2 separate regions of the Sus scrofa genome follow, and region 2 is linked to region 1. A link is a contact called in public HiChIP or PLAC-seq data. All regions are on one chromosome and are shown on one strand. The core of a region is the stretch at or near the end of the contact, and the rest is flanking DNA. Distances in the headings are between cores, read along the strand shown. Region 1 holds the start of HS6ST1 (heparan-sulfate 6-O-sulfotransferase 1). Region 2 has its middle 59 kb from the start of HS6ST1.

The links. HiChIP or PLAC-seq counts read pairs in DNA pulled down with a chosen protein or histone mark.
Region 2: an H3K27ac HiChIP or PLAC-seq map of skeletal muscle shows a contact between it and region 1. The contact joins the enhancer-like site here to the promoter of HS6ST1 in region 1. A contact is called at or near these places in 1 of 5 promoter capture datasets (liver), 14 of 47 Hi-C or Micro-C datasets (alveolar macrophages, brain, embryonic fibroblasts and 5 more) and 2 of 2 datasets of contacts at active chromatin or transcription factors (alveolar macrophages and skeletal muscle).

The regions. Positions count from the first base shown.
Region 1 is chr15:59,063,125-59,070,487 of Sscrofa11.1, reverse strand. HS6ST1 (heparan-sulfate 6-O-sulfotransferase 1) reads right to left here and starts at 4,040. Exons shown (of 2, transcript XM_003133399.6): 1 at 3,240-4,040. The coding sequence starts at 3,766.
Region 2 is chr15:59,122,152-59,129,514 of Sscrofa11.1, reverse strand. No RefSeq gene overlaps it. Among named protein-coding and RNA genes, the nearest start is that of HS6ST1, 59 kb to the right of the region's middle. Within about 2 kb of position 3,669, at least 52 of the 83 cell types and tissues checked have an H3K27ac peak or open chromatin away from gene starts, as enhancers often do. A contact at or near this core is called in alveolar macrophages, brain, liver and 1 more, where this site is marked.

The sequences.
Region 1 (7,363 bases), core at 2,791-5,290:
GGCACTTTGCGAAGGTGGAGGGAGGAGGGAGGATGTGACTAGAGCGAGGCTGCAGGACCTGAGAAGGCACATGCCAATGATGCCAGGGCTCCTCCTCCTGCAAGGAAGCACAGCCTCTGCTGGGTAACAATATGATGCTGGGAGCTACCAGGGGCTCCTGCTGCAGAGAGGACCCCATGAGGGGGGCCCAGAAGCCATGCTTGGGGCCCAGATGACCTCTGCGGCTCCAAATGAAGCCTCCATGATTATAGGGACATTTCTAGGGCAATCCAGGCAAGACCTTGACTGTGTCTCATCTCCTTCAGGCCGATGGACAAGGAAGGAGGAACGTTGTGATCCTTAGAAGCAACAGCTCAACCCTATGGGGTGACGTGGGAGCAGGGGGTGCTGAGGCACTCTAACCAAAGAGGCCCCTGGCAACAGTTAGTCCCCTGCCTGCTGCCATGGACAGCCACACCTCTCTGAGGCCCATCCTTGCAGGGGGCCATACAAGTACTCCTGGCAGATGCCAGCAGGTATGGCAGCTCCCTTGGCAGACACAGGATGAATGAGTGACCTGCCAATGCTTTGCTCACACACCTGTTCCTTTTTTCCAAGCCTGAAAGCACCAACAGATGCCAGAAGTTCCACACCACATTCCAGCAAGGTGCTGGAAACCCGTCAGTCTCTGTTTGTCACCTTGACGCATGCCCAGCCCAGAACCACCTGGGCTCACGCTGCGTGGCACAGAGGTACGGGAGCTGTGAAAACCCTTACTTTTCTGTGTGCAAGGTCCCAGAGCACTGCAAACTTTGGCACAGAGAGCCTGGAGAGGCACGGTGGGGATTCTAGAAGCAGGGAGGCATTTGTCCTACACACACCAGGTGCCTGATCCTAGGGACCAGAAAGGAGGAAGAGAGCACCCTGTCACCCCTCAGTTTGCCAGCCAGGTGGTCACTCTGCCACCACAGGGCCATGGGGAGGAGGCTGAGTGTGACATCTGAGACTTCTGACACCAGGCATCCCATGGAGGCTGGGCACTGCCTCCGTTCCTCTGGGTGCTGGGTCCTGGGCCAATGGGGAGTTGCAACCTGACCCCCCAGACCAGGAGAGCACTCAGCAGATGAACCTCATGCATTGGGCTTGTAAATTAAATGCACAAAGCCAAGGTTACCCCCCTCCTCTCCAGGAGGCTCTTTAAAGACGCAATCTACCTAGCGCCGCGGGGGACAGAATGGAAGGGGGGAGCATGACATGGCAGGACAGCAAGGCTGTCACCTGCCTGGTAACACAACCCACTCCCCAAGCAGACGGCAGAGGGCAGGCCACAGGAGGACCCTGGAAACCCCTCCTCCGTGGTCGGCATGCTGCTGAGCTCAGCAACTTCCCAGCGGGCGGGCAGGTCGGCGGCCCACCACAGCAGGAGGCAGCTGGCCTCAGCTGACCACGCACGGAGTCTTCCATTCCTGCTCCACATGCCCACCTGGAGGAAGGAGTGCTGACCTCCCTTGTGCAGCACTTGGTGGCCCCCTTCTGTGGGGTGGCTGGGCCTCTTGTTCTGGTGGACAAACTCTGGAAAACGGAGGCCAGGGTCCTTCATCCTGGTGACCCAGAGGGAAAAACAGCCTCAAGAAGTGGGGCCGCAGGACAAGTGTCCTGGTCGCAAACTAGAGCCCAGGACTGCTTGGCAAGCTTGACTTGGGTCTCCAGTAGTCCTGGAATGAGGTCTGCACACTGTCCCCTCCAGGGCTCTGGAGGGGCCAGTGTGGCTGCCAGCCCCCAGGTCCAACCTGGTCTGGCACAGAGTGGTTGGACTCTGGGGAGTAGCGGGGTGAGGGTGGGTGGCTACCAGCCCCCAGGTCCAACCTGGTCTGGCACAGAGTGTTGGACTCTGGGGAGTAGTGGGGTGAGGGTTGGTACAAGGCCAGGAAAGTACATCTACGTGGTGCAGCCCAAATGCTGGGCAGGAAGCAAGGCTTCAAGGGCCTAGATGGGCAGACTGAGAACCGACATAGCCTTAAGGGACCAAAACATTACCCCTCAGGCTGGGAGCTGCTGCTAGTGGGGGGGACAGCCAAGGGAAAGTGGTGAGCCACACCCTCCCCCCAGCTCTAGGGCCCCAGTGGCTGACAGTCTGGGAAAGACCATGAGGGAAGGACTGAAGGCTGAGCAAGGACAGTTCCAAGCTGGCTGGATACCAAACCTTCATTCTCCAAATGGACCAAGATCTGCACCTGCAAGCTAGGAAAGCTGAGGAACACAGCTCCCCAATGGCCAGGCTGGCCGAGAGAGAACTCGGTCTTAAGACAAATGTGGAAGAGAAACAAAAGGCAGGCAAGAAGACCTTCCTCCTGGCCCTTCCCAGCCCCAACGTCCTGGGGAAAAGACCCCATAGGGCACCATCACAAACAGAAGAAAAAGAACCCCAACTTTAACCCTTGGAAATCCAGTATCCTGGGGAGAGAGGAGGGTCTTTCTGCATACAAAGTGCTTCCCAAAAGAGCTCCCCGCCCCCCAGATCAATCTTCACAGCAGTGGGGGCCCCCAGCGAAGGCGTCTGGCTGCACAGGTGCCCCTGGCCAGCTCAGCTCCCCACAGCCTGCTGCTGGCCTGCTTCTGCTCCTCTTTGCCCTCGTTTTGGCCCACCTCTTAGGGGCAGGCAGTCCTGCCTCCTCCCCGCCCCCAGCCCCAGGTGACACTAGGGCCTTTGTTCTACCTGCCACTTGGGCAAGGCTGAGCCAACCCCCTCCTCTGGCAGCTCCTCCCCAGCCCTCTCAAGATAGACTGGCTGGGGGGGGGGCGTGGAAGGGGGGCGCTTCACTTCTCTCACTTCCGATGTGGACTGGAGCGGAACAGTGAGGGTGGCACACCAGGTGGCCTTCACACACAGAGGAACGCGTGTTCCCATCCGAGGATAGGCCAGCCTGGACTGCCAGCGCGGTCTTGGGGCGGGGGCCCCGGGAAGCCCGGGCGCTGTGCAGCTCTGCGAGCGGTGGGGAAAAGTAAAGAGGCACGGAGGAGGAGGTGAGAGCGGAATCAGAGCGCAGGGACCACAACGGGCCGCAGCAGACCAACTGGGGCACCTCGAGGTCAGGAAGGGGTCCAGAGGGGCTGCGGCGAATGGGGGCCCCCGAGAGGGCAGGAGAGAGGGGCACGGTGGGAAGGGCCGGCCCAGGACCGCCCGGCGGGGGTCCGGGCCCGGCCGCCAGCTGGCACTCCGCCGCCCTGGCCCGACGGCGGGATCGGTGGCAGGCGCTCACCTGGGCGTGCGCAGCGCGGCGGGGTCGCGGCGGTCCAGCACGCCGGGCACGCAGTTGGTGAGCTCGGTCCAGTCGGCGTGCAGTCCGCAGCTCCAGCCCGTGGAGAAGCGGGAGAAGAGCCAGGTCTCGCGGCGGTTGGGCCGGTAGCAGGTGCACTTCTTCTGGCCGGGCCGGCAGTCGCAGGGCACCTCGAGGCGCACGTTCTGCACGAGGTGACGGCCGAAGGTGGTGCCGCCCGTTTTCTGGATGTGCAAGAAGACTATCACGTCGTCGCCCTTCATGTCGAAGTGCAGCGAGCGCTCCAGCTCGCGCACCGGGAAGTAGTACTTCTTCTCGTAGTGCGGGTCGGGCGTGGGGAAGAGGTCCAGGTCGTCGGGCGGCGCGCGGCCGCCGGGCGCGCCCAGGCTCAGCCCCGGGCCCGCGTACTGGTAGAGGATGAGCATGAAGCACGCCGAGCCCGCCACGACCAGCACGAACTTGCTGGCGCGCTCAACCATGGTCCTGCTGCCAGCGCGCCGCCGCCGCATGTGTCACCATTGCCGGCAGCCCGGGCGCGGGGCGCGGGGCCTGGAGGGCGGGGGGCGCGGGAGCAGTTGCCTCTGCCGCCGCCGCCCGCGCTCCGGCCCGGCCCGGCTACTCGGCGCCCAGGCCGCCCGCAGCGGCGCGGGCCGCGGCCCTGCGTGGCGCCATGGCTGTTCTCCACCCGGCCCCCGATCCCCAGTCCGACCCCAGTTTGGCTCCGGCTCGGCTCCGGCCCGGCCCCGGCCCGCGCCCCCCGCGGCCCCGCGCCGGCCACTCCGCTCCGCGCCGCGCCGCGCCGAGAACGCTCTGCGCCGCCCAGCGCGCCGCCGCGTCTCCGCAGTCCGCCGCCGCCCCGCCCCTGCCCGCCCCCGGCCCGCCCCCGCCGCTCCTCTTGCCGTCGCCGCCCGCGCGAACCTGGGCCCCGCCCCCAGAGCTCAGAGCTGCAGGCCGGCACCCAGCTTCCGCGACGCGGGTCTCCGGCCTCGGCTAGGCAGCTCCGAGGCGGGCAGCGGGGTCTGTCTTTCCGTTCACAGAGGCGTGGAGAACGGCTGGGGAAACGTGTAGCGGGCGCGCACTGACCTTCTGGGCTGGAGGGGGCCCCGTGGCGGCCGGTGCTTTGGGGCCTGGGTCCCTGTCCCTGCTTCAGTGGAGGGAAAACCTTGACTTTGCACACTGGATGTTCTGAAGTTCCAAAAGCGGGGGGGGGGGGGGGGAATAGATTTGATGGGATGTGAGGCTGGGGGAGCGGTCTAGGAGAAAAAGGGACGGTAGGGGGCCTGGGTCTAAGGGCAGTGGTCAGACTCTCTTCCCCCTCCCCCCACCGTGGCTGTGGGACAATGACCCAGAGGCCCTCTTGGAGAGATGCCGAAGGGTCCGCGGAAGCTTTGGGAGCTTTATGCAGTCCCTCATTCTTTCAAAGGGCTTTTAACCAATGTGCATTTTTTCCCTCCAGGTTTATTCAGATCCCAAGGAAGAAGTTAGAAAAAGTTGAGCCAATATTTAAAATTGTGAGGGTCCACAAGAACACCCCAACCTCTGGCTTTGGAAGGTGGGTCAGTGGATCTGGCGCCCTGTCCCGTCCGCTTTGGGACCGAATGTCCCTGTCTGCTTTAGCCCAGCTTGCCCTCCACCTCCTTCCATCTTGGGCCCTGGGCCAGAACCTCTGGAACCCACACTGCCAGGAATTGCACAGAACAGGAGGTGGGTCGGGATATAAAATGACCTGCTGAGACTCTCAGCGCCCCTGGGTCTCTGGGCTGGTCCCTTGTTTTTGAACTCAGGCCAAGTGGTCTCCATCGAACCTGGGCTGCCTGGCCTGGGATCAGATGCCCACATCACCCCCTTTTTGGGGCTCCCAGTGGTTTCCATTCTGTTGTAGGTCCTGAAAGCATGGGGGAGAAGGGGTTGTGAGGTTTTATTGTGTCCATTATATTTCAGTAAAGCTCTTGAAAATATATTGAATCACACCAGAAATCTCTTCTGGAAGCAAACCTGGAGAACTGGAAAAACAACCAATGACACCCCAAAATCCAACTCAGGAGGGAGCATGCAATTGTCAGAAGTGGCTGAAGGCATACCCACTGAGCACAATACACAGTGACCAAGGGCCTGTTGCAGGTGGGTGGGGTGGGGTGACCAGTCCCTGGTGTGACCTGGGGCCCCAAAGTCCCCTCCCATCCTGTGACTGCTTTAAAGTTGTACCTGGCCCAGGAAGCCTTGTGGGTGGTTGGGTCAGACTTCTCCAGCAAGGACTCATTCTTGTCAGGAGTGGGGGCTGGGCTGGCACAGTGGCGAGCCTGGAGTCACCTGCTTCTGTCTGTTGTCACTTGACCTTGTTTTGGCCGGAGAAGTCTTCCTTCACCGCCCAGCAGGCAGCAGCTCAAGCCTGGAGGGCACAGCTGCCCTGGGTCAACTCAGTGGGCGTCCTTCCCCAGAGGACAATCCTCTACCAAGTGTTGAATCATAACTGACATTTTTTTTTTTTTTTTTGGTCTCTTTAGGCCGCACCCACAGCATATGGAAGTTCCCAGGCTAGAGGTCAAATCAGAGAAGCAGCTGCTGGCCCACGCCACAGCCACAGCAATGCCAGATCCTTAACCCACTGAGTGAGGCCAGGGATCGAACCCTCGTCCTTGTGTATACTAGTCTAATTCATTTCTACTAGACCACAAGAGGAACTCCCATAACTGAGGGGTGTTCTATATCCAGAGATATGGGGCACCATTCACTGCAGATGTGTCATTTCTGATCCCATCAGTGAGTCTCCAGAGTAGAGTCTGACACCCATTTTTTTTTTTTTTTTTTTTTTTTTTTGCTGTTAGGGCCAAACTCCTGGCATATTGAGGTTCCAGGCTAGGGGTCTAATCGGAGCTGTAGCCACTGGCCTACACCACAGCTCATGGCAAAGCCAGATCCTTAACCCACTGAGTGAGGCCAGGGATTAAACCTGCAACCTCATGGTTTCTAGTGGGATTCGTTTCCGCTGCGCTACAACGGGAACTCCTGCCACCCATTTTACAGAAGAGAAAACTGAGGTTCAGAGAGTGAAGACACTGGCCAAAGTCACATGGCTGGCTGGTGGTCTCCTCTCTCTGATGCTTCCTCTCCTGACCCATGAGAGCAGGGAGACAAAGCCTGAGCAAAAGCCTCTCCCTTGGCCACCCTGTCCTCTCATCCCTGGATGTCTGGGCCTGGACGTGGAGACCCTAGGTATCCTCCTGGCCTAGTTGAGCTCCAGTCACTCTTGTGAGAGTCAGCAGAGCTGGGATTCTGATCCTGCCCTGCCTGGCCCTTACTCACCCTCGAAGTCCCATCTGCTCCCTTGGCGGGGGGGGGGGGCGGGGGGGTGCGGGCAGGGGACTGGGGCACAATGCGACCACTTCTCACGGTCTTCTGCTGCCAGATGGGAATGTGGGTCCAGAATGTTCAAGAGAAACCTGGAGTGTTACTGAAAGCCACCCAGACTATCCCAAACTGTCAGTGTTTGGTCTCTGGCCCCATCTTGTAACAATCTTATTGTCCCAATGGGGAAACTGAGACCCAGAGAAGGTAGAGGGCCTAGTATAGGGTCCCTGGTGGGTAGCTGCTCCTCCCATGAGTCAAGACGGGAGCCAGAGCAACCTGACTCATGGCTTAACTGCTACTCCCAGGGAAGCTGTTTAATCCAGCTTTGCACCTGCCAGAATGGCTCAGAGGGAACCCCTTATTTAGTTTAGAAGCCCTTTCTTCCTAGATTCTCTTGGGGGAAGAAAATCTTCCTAGATGGTGGGATTTTATTGTTATCCCTTTTGATTTAAGTGCTGCACAGATACTGTGAGACTCCCCAAGGCTGTAGGTGGGTTTTTCCATATCAAAGTCAAGTAAGAGGAGCCACAGGAATTCCCTATGTGGCTCAGTGGTTAACGAGCCCAACTAGGATCCATGAGGCTGAGGGTTCAATCCCTACCCTTGCTCACTGGGTTAAGTATCCAGCGTTGCGTTGTGTTGCGGTGTATCAGATCCTGTGTTACGGTGGCTGTGGTGTAGGTGGGTGGCTCTAGCTCTGATTCTACCCCTAGCCTGGGAACTTCCATATGCTCAGGTGCAGCCCAAACAAACAAACA
Region 2 (7,363 bases), core at 2,420-4,919, 59 kb before region 1:
GAACCCAACTAGTATCCATGAGGATGTGGGTTTGATCCCTGGCCTCGCTCAGTGGCCCACATCTTCACGACACTAGTTGGATTAATTACCACTGAGCCATGAAGGGAACTATTAAAAATAATTTTTTTTAAAAAGCAGTTTTTGCTTTTTAAAAATCTGATTTATGTATTTTTTCTGTTATAGTTCATGTTCTTTGTATCATAGTAATAGCATTTTTGCCAAACCGAAGATTACTGTATTGTTAACTACTGCTGAATAATAAATTACCCCCAAACTCACCAGCTTAAAAAACATATACTTGTGGAGTTACCATCATGGCTCGGCAGAAACAAATTTGACTAGTATCCACGAAGATGCAGGTTCAATCCCTGGCCTCACTCAGTGGGTTAAGGATCTGGCATTGCTGTGACTTGTGGTGTAGATCACAGACGTGGCTCAGATCCCAAGTTGCTTTGTTTGGCTCTGGCGTAGGTCAGCAGCTGTAGCTCTGATTGGACCCCTGGCCTGGGAACCTCCATATGCCATGGGAGTGGCCCTAGAAAAAAAGAAAAAGGCACACACACACACACACACACACACACAAAACCCCACACATTTGTTATTTTCACATGTCAGGAATTTGGGAGCTGCTTGGATGGGTAGTTCTGGCTGAGTCTCGAATGAGGATGTAGTCAGTTGAGAGTTGTTGGCCAGGCTGCAGTCATCTTAAAGCTCAATGAAATGAGTATCTGCTTCAGAGGTCACTAAGGTGAATGATGGCCAGCTTTCTGTTCTTCACCATATGGGCCTCTTCTCACAACGTGGCAGCTGGCTGCCCCCAAAGTGAACAATAAGAGGGAGAGGAAAGAAAGAGGAGGGGAGAGAAAGAAAGGGAGGGTGAGTGAATACCCAAGGTAGAAGCTGCAGTCTTTTAATAGCTTAATCTGGGAAAGGATAGCCCATCACTTCTGCCTAATTCTATCTGCTAGAGGTGGATCATTAAGTCCATCCCACATTTAGGAGGAGGAAAATTAAGCTCTACTTTTTTTTTTTTGGTCATTTCAGGGCTGCACCTGAGGCATGTGGATGTTCCCAGGCTAGGGGTCGAATCAGAGCTGTAGCTGCTGGCCAACAACACAGCCACAGCAACATGGGACCTGAAGCGTGTCTGCCACCTACATCACAGCTCACGGCAAGGCCAGATTCTTAACCCTCTGAGTGAGGCCAGGGATCGAAACCAAGTCCTCATGGTTATTAGTCGGGTTCGTTATCGCTGAGCCACCACAGGAACTCCTCTACATCTTGAAAGAAGGAATATCAGAGAATTTGTGAACATAAATCTTTTAAAAAACCAGAACAGTCACTAAATTTTTTTCCCCAAGTTTTCTTCGGGAAGTTTTATACTTGAGCTCTCACACATTTATGATCTATTCCAAGTTAATTTTTGTCTATGGTGAGAGGTAAAAGATTAAGATGTTTTGTTTTTCATACTGCTATTTGTTGGAAAAATTATCTGTTCTCTACTGAACTGCCTTGGTACGTTTGTTAATAATTAATTGGGTCTATTTATGTGCTCTATATGTTGTTCCATTCATCTATATATGTCCATCTTCATATCTATATCACCCTGTGTTCATTTCTGCTACTTTCTAATTAGTCTTGAAGTTAGGTAGTGTTAAGACCTTTTTCAGTTATTTTGGCTATTTTAGGGTCTCTGCATTTCCGTGTACACTTTAGAACCAACTTGTCAATTTCTACAAAAAAAAAAAAAAGCTTGCTGGGATTTTGGTTAGGACTGCATTAACCTTTGATCAATTTGGGGAAAACTGACATCTTAACAATACTGTGTCTTGAACAGAGTCTCTCTCCATTTATTTAGTTCTTCTTTAACTTACCTTAGCAATGTTTTGTACTTTATGGTGTATAGCTCTTGCACATCTTTTCACATCCATGGGGACGGGAGAGCCTGGTGTGCCTCTTAAGGACAGAGGTTTGGTCTGTAAAGAATTCTTTCCCTTGGGAGTTCCCTACGTGGCTCAGCGGTTCGCAAACCTGACTAGTAACCATGAGGATGTGGGTGCCATACCTGACCTTGCTCAGTGGGTTGGCGATCTAGTGTTGCCGTGAGGTGTGGTGTAGGTTGCAGACTCGGCTGGATTGGATGTTGCTGTGGCTGTGGCGTAGACCAGTAGCTGTACCTCGGATTCGACCCCTAGCCTGGGAACCTCCATATGCCATAGGTGCAGCCCGAAAAAGCAAAAAAATAAAATAAATAAAAATATATAAAGTTTCAAATTTTTTTAGGTATATATATTCTAAATATCTTTGTTTTCTTTTTTCCAGTTGTTGCTTGATTTTCATTTTCTTCAGTGTCTTTTAAAGACCAGAACATCTTAATTTTATTGTAACAAGTTTAAAAGCGCATTTTTTTTTTGTTTATGTTCTTTTTTGCCTTAAGAAATCTTTCCCTGCCCCAAGGCCACCTCCTAGGAGTTTTCACTGCCCCCCTCGCCCCTCTTACAAAGTCTTTGAGAGGTCAGACAACTCGCTTTGCTGAGCAGATGAAAGGAGGCGGGCGGTGGCGAGTGGAAGTACTCCTCAGTCACTCGCTGGTGGGTCAGGGTGCTGCTCATTGGAAGGTGCAACCACGGAGACGGCAGGTGGCGCCAGCACCCCGCTCTCCTGCACCTCCTGCCCTCTCATGGGAGCTTCTTGCAGCTGCTTCTACCCTCCCCTTTTCCTATCTGTAAAACCCGCCAGCCCTCAGGATTTTAAGATTAAAGATGAGCTGGAGCTGGAGGGGGTCTGCTTCCTTCAGAGCAAATGGTTCTCTGTAGTCCCCACCTCTCCCTATTGCCTTTTGTTCAGCTCTGCCCTCTCATTCACCTAACTCGTCCAGGCCCCTGGAGTTTGCATTCTTCCTTTTCAGACTTTAGCCCTCCTAGATGGAGAGGAATGCTTTGTGAGTAAACCACTGCTTTAAAACGTTTATCCTGGTGATATCTACGCAATTTAGAAAGTCTAAAAGATACAGAAACACAAGAAAATAGCCTATATTCTCACTTCAAAACTAAATACTTTGAACACGGCTTGTGTATTTTTTGTCTTCTTTCTGAATTCTTTTAAACGCCTTTGCAGAGCATCTTCTTTGTCCTCAGCTGTGTTCGAGGCTGGGGCCCCAGCCCGGGGATGGCTCCTAGGACTGCAGATCGCAGAGACAGACCCAGGGCCGGTGCAGGCTTGCAGCAGCCGCACCATGGACCACACCTGGCTCACTGCCAGAGCGCCTCCGTCTAGCGTTCTGTGTCACGTGGCCCAGGGGCTGCCTGCGGTTCCCGCGGTCTGTCAGGGTCCGCCCCCGGAGGTGGCCTAAGAAAGTCGTGCGGCTGGAGCGCGTCCCGCCACTGGTCCCCTTTTGGCCCTAAGGCGGCATCTTTCTACCTCATCCCAGGCCCCTGGGAACAAGCTGCGCACAGGTGGGGTCTCGGGAGCAGGGACCCCGGCGCCTGTGCTCTATGCTAGCGACGACCCCTGAAGCAGGCTCCTACCTGGTTAGACAACGTCCCAGCCCAGGACCCTCCTGTTCTTCCATACTTTACCTGATTCTTGCTGGCCCAGGCGGAGGGGCAGGGGGCCAGGAGTCCGGAGCCCGGGGGAGGGAGAAGCGCTAGCTGCGCATGCTCAGTTCTGGGGAAGGCGCGCCCTCTGCTGGACACGCTGGGAGATGCTGTCTTCACATCAGACGACACTGCAGCCCTTTAAGCCATGACCCTGTCTTCGTAAAGCTGAGTTTCAGTGCCATGTGGAAGTCACCCTGGGGCAGGCTACATACAATCTGATTGCGAGGATTGAGAAGCTGTGCAGCGCCCCCAAAGTCCACATACCCCATTAATAACTAATGGTTGCAGTTATGTAAAAATGAAATAAAAAGTCTCTTAAAATTCATGTACATGACTTTCAAACAGCTACTAAGTTCTTACCATATACTTACTTGTTAAGGTTTGGACCGGTCTACTCAATAAATGGACACTTTAGGTATTTCTGAGACGCTAAGGGCTCTCCGGATCTGAGAGAGACACGTGGTTTAGATGATTCTGCCTCTGATAATACCCTCAGGCAGGGTGGCCACAGGTGTGTGTGGTTTGCCAGCTCCCTCTGGGGAAACAGGAAACTAGAGGGGCTGGATATGTGGAGAGGGAGGGACAGGTGTGAAAATGACAACACTTATGACTCAAACCCAGCCAGAACCCCAGACCAGGACTTGAACTCACATGCAGAGATTCTTACCCAGCCAGAATCCAGATTGGAACTTGAACCTATGGTTTTTAATTTAGAATCACTTACCCAGTGTCTGCACTTACTGAGGTTTGGCTTCCTTGTGCCTCAGTGCAGAAGGAATTCAGTGAGAGACAAAGTGATAGGCAAGAAATAGATTGATTTATTAAGATAGGATGCTTGTGAGAGGCGCAAGTGGACAGGCAAGGAGGCTCTGCCCTGGGGAGTAGCTGGGTGACAGTTTTATAACCCAAGGGAAGTGGGGGTGGCAAAAGACTGCCTCTTCTTCTTTCTTTGAGCAGTAGCTCCTCTTTGGTATCTGGTAAGAGGGTATTTGACCCTAAAAGGTCAAACTAGGACTGTCATGGTGCTTATTCAAATCAGCGGAAGAGCGGTCCTTAAACTCCTGCACTTGGTCATAAAGGGTAATGACCTGAAAGGCATATCTCCTGCTTTTATTTGTGGTAAGCCTACTTCGATCCGATGGCTTTCTTAAGTGATTATTAACTCACAGTGATCTCCCAAAGTTCCCTAGGTTTCCCTCTCTATCTATGGTACCTTTTGGGACTTCTACAAACTACCGGAGTAACTATCCTACTCCATCCCTATTAGGGTTGGAGGTCCAAGCTCCTCTTGTCCTCTGGACCACTAATAGGCAGCGTTTCTTCTCTGAGGCAAAACTCTACAGGGGAATTTGGCTGTGATTTTTTTTTTATCTACACCCAGCAGTGTTGATCAGCTGATGAAGTTTAGTTGGGCCTGAGAAAAGTCAGAGAAACAATGGGACGTGGTTTTGAGGGAGGCTTTGCACAGATCTATGTGGAACATGTGGGGAGCTGGAGCAAACTGGTCCCTGTGCAGCTGTGAAAGCCCTGCATAAGGGGGACCTCTGTCCACTGCAGAAAAAGAGCACAGTTCTTCCTGGGTTTGGACATTAGGGAAGCAGTTGGGTAGCATCTGTTAAAATACATCAGCCCTCCCCCAACCCCAACCAAAAAACCATCAGGCCCAGCAGATACAACTTGGTTGATTGATTAATCCACTTTAAAACACACACACACACACACACACACACACACGCCTCAATAGCACTTGGCCTTGTGTGGCTGTCCTGAAGCTGGAGTGGGGGTGTGGGGGGGCTTACGACCATGAAGCTGGGGGTGGAGGACAGGGACAAAGGTTGAGTTGGCTGCACTGAAGTGTGACAGGGCAGCTGTGGCTGGAGATGCAATGAGCATCTCCCTCAGGATTGGAGGCCAATTCTACCCAAGAGGGAGGTCGGGTGTTTGAGTTGGGAGGAGGGGGCCAGGGGCTAGGCTGCCTGAGCACTGGCCTCCCAGGAAGCTGTCTGCAGCTGCCTGTCAAATGTGTGTACCTAGGAAGTAGGGCTGCCACTTCTGCAAGGACTGGCGGTCAGTGGCCTCCTGAAGGACAGTGGCAGGGCTGTTCAGCTTGGATAGGCCACAACTGGCTGAACCCTGACCCCTGGGCACTGTTGTGTGAAAAAAAAAATGTGGAGACACGTAAATAAAAATGAAGTTGTGGGATTTTTTATTCAAGCTAGTGATTCATGTTCTGCAATTTGTCGGTCAACATTATGTTTAAAAAACTGCAGTGCCAGCATTTTTCCCAACTTCTTCTGAAATTTTTCTAACAGTCAAGGAGTTCCCACTGTGATGCAATGGGATCAGCATGTCTCTGGAGTTCTGAGATGTGGTTTGACCCATAGCCTGGCACAGTGGGTTAAGGATCCAGCGTTGCCACACTGTGGCATAGGTTGAAACTGTAGCTCGAATCTGATGCCTGGCCTGGGAATTCCATATGCTGCAGGGCGACCAAAAAAGAAAAAATAAATAAATTGAAAAACCAGTTAGAATAACACCCATACACCTACTACCTAGATTCAACACTTAACTTCTGCTCCATTCAAGGCACACCTGAACCTGCCATTCTTTTTTGCAATAAACCTCTCTGACTCCTCTGTCTGCCTTTGAATCTTTACCAAAATGCACATGATGGTGGCTAATTCCACTGGTACACAACCTCTGAATAACTGATCTTTGCTGGTTCTCATTTGGATGGTCTTAATTTCCACTATGAGATTGTGATTTCTTTCTGAGTGAAATTTACTAGGTAAATCTAACTTTCACAACCAGAGAAAAAATGGTGGTCCCTAAAGTGGACCAAGGGGTCTGGAAGACAAGCAGATGTTGTTGGTGGGGGCCTTGATTTGGGCCTGGCAGTGCTGGAGGGACCCGCTCTGCCAGGCCAGCAGGCAGGAGGGCCGGCTTCCCTGGGAGGACTGTGTAGGGTGTGAAAAAGGCTGTGCTGGGTGGACACCTCACTCACCACCACACCAGTCCCCCCAGCTGTCCAGCTGCCCTTGGCTGCATGGGCACTCTCTCAGTCAGCCGGGGCTCCTAACAAAATGCCACAGGCTGGATATGGCTTAAGCAGTTTCTCACCATTTCTCACCATTCTGGAGGCTGAAAGTCCAAGATCAAGGTATCTGCAGGTTGGTTTCTCCTGAGACTACTCTCCTTGTCTTGTAGTTGGGCATATTTTCCTGTGTCTTCACCTGGATTTTTCCTCTGATGTCTCTTCCTCTTTTTTGTGGTATCTTTTTTTTCCTTTTTAGGGCTGTGTCTGTGTCATCTGGAAGTTCCCTGAGCTAGGGGTGGAATTGGAGCTGCAGCTACTGGCCTATACCACAGCCACAGCAACTCCAGATCCCAACCTCATCTGTGACCTACACCATAGCTTACAGCAATGCTGGATCCTTAACCCACTGAGTGAGGCCAGGGATCGAACCTCCATCCTCATGGATTCTAGTCGGGTTCTTAACCCAGTGAGCCACAACAGGAACTCCTTTTTTAAAAAATGGCTGTACTCTCAGCATTCCTGGGCCAGGGATTGGATCTACAACCACTGTTGCTGTGGCAACCCTGGATCCTTTAAACCACTGTACCAGGCTGAGGATCAAACCTACACCTCTGCAGCAACCTGAGCCACTGCAGTAGATTCTTAACCCACTGGCCACAGTGGGAACTCCTTTTCTTATAAGGACCTCAGTCCTATTAGATGCGGGCTCCACCCATATCACCTCATT